Linked DNA regions of Mus musculus: region 1 is linked to region 2. Evidence: chromatin contacts called from public Hi-C data. All regions are on one chromosome and are shown on one strand. The core of a region is the stretch at or near the end of the contact, and the rest is flanking DNA. Distances in the headings are between cores, read along the strand shown. Region 1 overlaps Enpp2 (ectonucleotide pyrophosphatase/phosphodiesterase 2). Region 2 overlaps Mal2 (mal, T cell differentiation protein 2).

Region 1 (4,088 bases), core at 230-2,729, 270 kb after region 2:
ACTATTGACCAGCTCAAGAGCACATCGACTTATTCAATTAGTACTACAGGCATATTCATCACACTTATCTTGTAATCGAAGTTAGAACAAGAATGAGTGAGAAAACACTACTTCCAGGTCTATGTAAAAAAATGACTAAATTTGTGGCAGCTGACTCTGTAGAAGTGGCAAAGCCCCCAGACATGCTCTACAGCAGACTCCAAAGGAAAGGGTGGTCTCCTGATCTGGAAGAGACTTTTGATGGAGGCAAACACCAGTTGGGTTTTGAGCGATGTGAAGCATGTCCACACCAACAGAGGTTTTGAGATTAACACTTCCAGGGGCCTTCCACAAACACTGCAATCACATCAACCAGGACCACCTCAGCAACACCCTACCTGTATTTCAAGTTGCTCAAGGGATAAAAGATAGAGACGAGAATATTGCCATAAAACTTGTGCACAGTGATGCATGAGAAACTAAAAGAAGACCCAGGAACTAGAGATAAAGTTCTTTCTATTCTCATTAGTTATCTACTACACAGACACACACATACACACACACACACACACACACACACACACACACACACACACCATTTAAACAATGAGATTTCCAGCCCAGATTTCTCTTAGTAATGACCAAGAATCTTAAAGGATTTCCAGGTGCCAAATAAGCACTTGCAAAGACAAAGAGAGACAGGTTCCCCTTGTTACCTTGCAACATGCCATCTGCGTTCCACCAATAAATGGAGATCCTCGATTCTCCGATTGTTGGCATAGTGCAAACGTTTGGGAAGGTGCTGTTTCATGTAAGGCTTAAAGTGCTGATCTGGTTTTTTACACTGAAATATAAGTGAATATTGGTCTTATGGAGGGAGGTTTTCTACCAAAAAGAAAAAAAAAATCCCAGGCTGTCTCTTGAAAACCATGCTAGCCCAACAAAAGGATGGTTACTAAACAAATGGAACGTGTTAGCCCTTATTACATAATGTATGCTAAAAGCATACAGGTTCCTAGGGAGTTAGACAACTTTAGAAATAAGTCATAGGCTATCAGAAGGGGGAGGAATTCTTAATTACTGACTCTTGAGCCCAAGACTGAAGGCAGTTTAAAACTCAAGGTCTTTCCCAACTGCTTCAAATCAAGGAGTGGGAGGCACGGTGAAAGGAGAGGGGTAGACATGTGCAGGCCTATCTGATGATAAGCTCAAGGGCTTTGAAGTCTCTATCTGGGACCAGGGGAAGTAGAAGATGGGGGCAGATCTGTTTGAGAGTAAGTCAAGATTTGATTAATCATGAGCAAATACTGCTCGGCTTAATAAGAAGAACAAAGCCTCAGTTTGGATCATCGCCAAGACCATTGGGGAGTCTTCAGCTGACCTCGGTCCAGAAGTTTTGAAAGCTTAGGAGAAACAAATACACGGGACTGCAGGTCAGTGAGGAAAATGTTCCTAACCACCCACCAGGAAGGCAAACATGGGCAGGTGAGCGTATCGAAGCTGCTCCAAGGGCAGAGGCCTTGCAACACTTACCGTGAGGTTAGCAATAATGGCTTTAGGGTCATCTGTGCAGAGAAAGGGAAAAAGATTTCAAAACACAATCACAGAGAAAAGTGATTTTTTGTTTTTAACAGAGACTTGATACTTCCACCCCTTTGAGTGTCATTTTGAACAGATGTGTAATTGGGTGTAAGTGTCTCGTATTCTAATAACAGGAGTAGCTAAACCAGTGGAACAAAGCCCACAGCTCTTGCAACGTATGATGCTGGCCTGCTGGTCTAGAAAGGAAGTCGTCTTCCAAAGCTCAAGGGTACTGCTTGGTAACGGGCTTCAAATTTTCCCAAACAGATCCCTGTGCAGCCCTCACATGAATTTACTGACAGTTTCATGCCAGGAACTGATCTGGCCATCTTTAAGGGTCTTTTATCATCCCCTCCTGTTCCCCTGCAATGCTCTGGAACAAGGAACCAATCACGGTGAGATGAGATTCTAATGCAGCACATACGCAGTTTCTGTGGTGATATCACAGGTCTAATTACATAGGTGAACACTCCTCTGCAGCTGTAGGCTCACATGTGTGTAGCCGTGTGTGTGTGTGTGTGTGTGTGTGTGTGTGTGTGTGTGTGTGTTTACTGCCAGGAGACAAAGACTATTTCAGCCTACACTCAGAACTAGACTAAAGTACGGAATGAAAGCTGTATGCATCCTGGATCTTACTGTCAAGGTGGCCCTCTGTGGGGATTGTATGGAAAATGAGATTGTAGGCTGTTTGTTTGCAAAAGTAAAAGGGCACTTCAGTATGTCATTATAGAATCAGGAAAAAGGGAAGAGCAATATTCAGAGGAGACTCTGTGTGTGTGTGTGTGTGTGTGTGTGTGTGAGAGAGAGAGAGAGAGAGAGAGAGAGAGAGAGAGAGAGAGATTCACTGCTCTGGTCCCCGGGGATTGGTGCTTAGTAAGTACTACATAAACACATCTGCTCAAAAACAATAATAAGCATTTGTTGATATTCTACCTAAATTTTCGTGGCTGCATCTAATGGGCAGCAAGCAAGCGATCATGACAATAATATTTGAGTCCATGCTGTGCACCCATTTCTCTCAAAGAGCTTTGAGAGGTACTTCTGTGATCATTCATTCATAATGATAACAGGATGATCAGAATCTTCAATCAGCCAATTAGATTTAGAAGGTAAGGGGGCTTGCACGCTGGAGCACGGTCCACAGTCTCACTGATCCAGCCATGTTCTGAACTCTACACGCTTTGGCCTTGTGAAACAGTCTTCACAGGGGCTAAACAGAATAAATCCATGTCTTTTGATAGTTTAGAGCAGTTCTCAACCTTCCTAATGCTGTGACCCTTTAATACAGTTCCCCATGTCATGACCTCCCAACCATAAAATTATTTTCATTGCTACTTCATAACTGTAATTTTGCCACTGTTGTGAATCATAATGTAAATATTTTTGGAGATGGATGCATGACAAAGGGGTAGCAACCCACAGGTTGAGAACTGCTGATGTAGAGAAATCAAAAACACGGGGCAACTTCATCCACAGACACTTCACAGAGAATTCTTAGGAAACACCAAAGGCATTTGTATGAGACAACAATCCTTCAAGTCTAAACTCATCATTTCCTGAACCCAGGCTATTGTGAATGAGGAAAAGAAGCTGATAAAGGGTGGCCAGTTGCTTCAGCCAGCAACGTGCTTGTCACCATGCCTGACAACCTGAGTTTCCTTCCCAGAACCAACGTAGTGGAAGGAACAGACTAACTCCCACAGGTTTTCCTTACACCTCCACACATGTGTTGCGACACATGGCACTGTTGTGCATCTGTGCTTACCCACATACCTAGGAACACAGTAAGTGAATCCAATTTAAGGGTTTTTTTTTTTCAGGATCAGCAAATCACGGGTCAAATCGTAGCTCTGCCACCGACCGTCACCCTCTGAGCTAGCTCCTTCAACCCTCTCTCTGCCTTTAACTTCTACTGTCTATAAAGATAATGGCAATATATATCCCATAAGGATACTGGAGGGATTAAATAAGAATGTGTCTATATTCAGCTGTAACAACAATAAGACCAAGACTCATCTTTGTACTCAACACATAGCACTGATTACAGATTAAATAAAATATTATTATATTTACACAGTCTCTTATTTAATCATTCCCCACAACCCTTAGTCTATGCGTGAAGACCCTGAGGCACAGTGTGTTAAAGATGCTTCTCCTGTGTCTCAATGGGAGCTTGGAAGAGTTGCATTGTGAACAACAGTATATGGTCACTATTATGCTGTTTCTTGACCTGCTCACTGTCTCTCCCAAAATGAATGGAGAGCATAAAATATTTCACTATAGGTAGTACGACTCCAAAGGTTTCCAATGAAGTTTCTCAGCTATTTAATCTCCCCAATAAATCTACCCAATTTACTGATGTCAGAAATTCTTTTTCAAATAGATTTGCAAATGTTTGCATACACCTTAAAATGCAGGTGCTAAAAATAAAAAGGCTTGCCTTCCAGTTCAAGGGAGCAAAGGTACTGAGGGCACAAAGGACAGAAAAGCACATGGGGGAAAAAAAGGGAAGAAACACCAATATTTTA
Region 2 (3,734 bases), core at 802-3,301:
AAATGGCATTTATCTTAGTTTTAAATTTAAATTAAAGACCTTTTTATCTTATTGAAATTAATATGGATATCTTTGTATATTGATCTAAACTGATATTATATTCTATTTGAAAATTCAATATACAAGAAAAGTTACTATTGTACCAAATTAAATAGATTCACTGATCTTTTTTATTAGTTCTTTGAGAGTTTGAAGTTTCCATACAAATATGTTTTGATCATAATCACCCAAGGCATCCAGCCCTGTATCACCTCTTTTAAAAGTATTCTTCGAGATCAAATTGTGTTCCCAAATGTTTGTGGACATGTGGCCTTCCACTGGAACGTGGTCAACTTATTCCTCCCTCTCCCTGCAGCTGACAATCACTATCCCTCTACAGTTAAGGATGGGCTTATGTAGAGTCTAATGCTTCTAATTTTGCCAAATTATTCAAAATAAACAATGGATATACTTAAGATAATTTGATTAAATGGGCTGAGTTTCCCTGTTTAAGATTGCATTTACAAGAAAGAACAGTAAAGCATCTTCGTGTTGTTACCTATAAATGCCTCTCCTCTGCTCCTTAGGATTTTGTCTACCATTTCATAGTCTTTGTCTTCTACTTCGGAGCGTTTTTACTGGAAGCAGCGGCCACCTCCCTGCATGACCTTCAGTGCAACACAACCATGACTGTGAAGCCACTACTCAACGACAACCAGTATAACATCAACGTGGCCGCCACAGTAAGTGCACCATAGGAAAAGCATCGTCCTTTCATGGTCCAGCATCCAGGAGACTCCTCGGGCATCAGTGGCCTTTTAATAGTAGCCTTTAGAATCAAATGTATAATAGCTATTTATGTATCTATTTTGTTGTCCTGTGAGCAAAGTCCTCTCATCACTCCCATTATGTGTGACTGTACTGCAGACCAACCCTGTTGACATTATCTGGGAAGGCAACAAGTCTATTAGTGCTTGATTTTATAAAAAGAATGCACTCTAGTGTTCTCTCTTTGTAAAGTTCAGACCTGGTGAGGGGACTTTGCTCTTTTTAACCTTGTGCCCATTTTCAACTTGGATTATTGGCTGCATATTCACCGTGGGTCTGCCAAATAGAAGGGTGTTTTCTCAGGGTGGGGCTGACATGAACAAGTATCAGTTCTTAGTGTTGGGGTCAGTGCTGGTGAGCGGGAAGGCAAATTCACCAGTCACTGTGACAGATGGGATACAGGAGAAAGCCTTCTCTGGGGACTTTAAAACATGAATCCTCTCTCATTCATACACTGTAGTGAACCTGTCATTTTGTATTAAATAGTGAAAAGAAATAATAATTTTTTGTTTTCATGGATAATTTTTTTGGGGGGGGAGGTCGGAGGTGGTTTGAGAGATAGGCTTTCTCTGTTTAACAGCCTGGCTCTCCTGAAACTCACTTGGTAAACCAGGTTGGTCTCATGGATAATTTTTAAAACTACTACAAATTGAAACTGCTTTCTGAAATGAAGCATCTTAATTGATGTTAAATAGTTCCTATAGTGCATTACCGGACCTAGTATCTTTTCCTCTTTAGTTTTGGAAGTTTCTAGACTGTTCTTTTCCAGATATGCTTCTTCTGAAAACCTGTGTCTTTGTCCCCCCTGCCAGAGGGGAGCTACCTCGATGCGTAGACCAATGCTTCAAGTCTTTCATGGCGTTCCATTTTTTTCCACTCACTCCAGTCCAGTCAGAACTCCAGGTCTTGAGTTTTCAGCAGCTGAAATTGCTCATGCATTCATGTGTCCCACTGGGCTAAGTGTTTCCCTTTCCTTTTTCACTCAGTAGAGTTGAGGATAGAGGCAATTCCCTCTCACTATTGACAAATTCCCAAAGCAATTATTCTCACTCAGAGGGCATTGTCGATATTAAAAATATATTACCAAAACAAGCAAAATGGGAAGGGTTAATTAAACTGTGACAAAAATTTCTGTGAATGGATCTGTCCTCCCTTCTCAGGCTGCAGTTTCCTGGTTAGGAATCTCTACCCTTGCCAGGTACCAGGCGATGGTGACACATGCCTTTAATCCCAGTACTTGGGAGGCAAAGGCAATCGATCTCTGAGTTTGAAGCCAGCCTGGTCTATTGAATGAGTTCCAGGACAGCCAGAACCACACAGAAAAACCCTGTCTTGAAAAACAAACAAAGGAATCTCTGCCCTATAGAGTCATATTTTATCATTTTGAATTGGCCTGGAATCGTCTCTCCTTTGACTCATAGCCTCTGAATGTCATTTCTGGACAATGGGTACTATTTGTTTATCTGCACCAAGCACAGTGATGTATGCACAGCGGGTGTTAATGACGCCAACCGTGACACCAAGGAAACAGCTCCAAGAGGGCTTGGCCTGGGACAACTGTCTCCCACCTGAGGAGGAACAGAACTCAGAACACATTCCTATGGGTTTTGTCTACTGAGTTCTAAAGATGACAGAAATGATTTGATGTGTCCTTGGGGTCTGATAGTTACTGTCTTCTTAGCTATGAAACTACTGGATGATGAGATAACTCAGAGTGAATTTTTTAATACACTGCCTAGGGTTTCATAAATACTTAACAAGTAAGCTTGACATGTGAGCGAATGGTGAAAGTAAGGCTGCCTGCAGATATGAAAGCTAAGAGCTATAGTGTACAAAGGGAGGGCCAGCTCTGGGAGGTAACGAAGCAAAGTCATCGAAACACAGATCACTCTAAACTCTTGTCCTGTTGAAGTATCTACAGGTCAGTTGTCGAGGATTTGTTCAGTGGTCTCTCAGGATGCAACTTCTAAAAGTCCATGTTGTGAATCTGATGACAGTGTTTCTTTTTCCTTTTCTTAGGTTTTTGCCTTCATGACAACAGCTTGTTATGGTTGCAGTTTGGGTCTGGCTTTGCGAAGATGGCGACCGTAACACTCCTTGGAAACTGACAGTTGTGTGCTGGTTTCATTTGTCTACTTTATATGTCTGATCACTTGGGTACCATTTGTCCCAATATAACATTCCAAACATTGTTAGCTTAGTACAGAGAGGACCTCAGTGCAAGCTGTGGTTTGTTACATGGGTGGGATTTTCATTTTGTTCTGATGTTAGAGAAGTATCCTTTCCTTTTTCATCTCTCGTTTCTTTTTAAATGCATTTCCATTGTATATTCTTAAAATACACAGGCACTGTTCACAAAACAATAGTATTCCTTTTTTTTTTTTTTGGTTGAGTCACCCGAACCTTAATAATAGTAAATAACTAAAACAATACATCTCATGCAGGCTTCTCATCTAATTCTATCTTTAGTATAAAACAGGAAATGATACACATGTTTTTTTTACAAAAAGGCCAGGTAGCACATATGTAGGCTTTAATAGGCCATATAGCCTCTGTGGCAATTGTTCCATCCTATGATAACATAAAAGCAGCTACAGATGATGTGTAAATAAATGTCTGTATCCTAATAAAGCTTATTTCAAAAAGGGAGCAAAACTGGATGTGGTCTACAGACCATAATTTTATCAACTACTGCCATAAAAACCTTAGGTGTTCTGTGTTCTATTGAACTAATCATGAAACCTCATTAGACAAGCCACATAACATATTTTGTTTCATTATGCATCAATCACATTGCCTTTGTTTAATAGTCAAATATTACCCTTGGAAGGTCATATAATTTCTCAAGCTAACCCCAGCAGAGCCTTGGATGAAGAGCAAAATAAGGTAGGAAATAAACTCCAAACTAATGATTTCCTAATAGCTCA

What was found. Hi-C and Micro-C count contacts between places; a contact is called where the count stands out from the background.
Region 1: a Hi-C map of liver shows a contact between it and region 2, with 2.3 times the contacts expected there. The contact joins two enhancer-like sites. A contact is called at or near these places in 2 of 484 Hi-C or Micro-C datasets (cortical neurons and liver) and 1 of 115 datasets of contacts at active chromatin or transcription factors (pancreatic cancer cells).

Annotation. Positions count from the first base shown.
Region 1 is chr15:54,865,217-54,869,304 of GRCm38.p6, forward strand. Enpp2 (ectonucleotide pyrophosphatase/phosphodiesterase 2) reads right to left here. Exons shown (of 25, transcript NM_015744.4): 14 at 1,513-1,544; 15 at 696-823. Among named protein-coding and RNA genes, the nearest start is that of Enpp2, 53 kb to the right of the region's middle. Within about 2 kb of position 1,480, at least 16 of the 459 cell types and tissues checked have an H3K27ac peak or open chromatin away from gene starts, as enhancers often do. A contact at or near this core is called in liver, where this site is marked.
Region 2 is chr15:54,597,845-54,601,578 of GRCm38.p6, forward strand. Mal2 (mal, T cell differentiation protein 2) reads left to right here. Exons shown (of 4, transcript NM_178920.4): 3 at 567-722; 4 at 2,827-3,734. The coding sequence ends at 2,898. Among named protein-coding and RNA genes, the nearest start is that of Mal2, 28 kb to the left of the region's middle. Within about 2 kb of position 2,052, at least 6 of the 459 cell types and tissues checked have an H3K27ac peak or open chromatin away from gene starts, as enhancers often do. A contact at or near this core is called in liver, where this site is marked.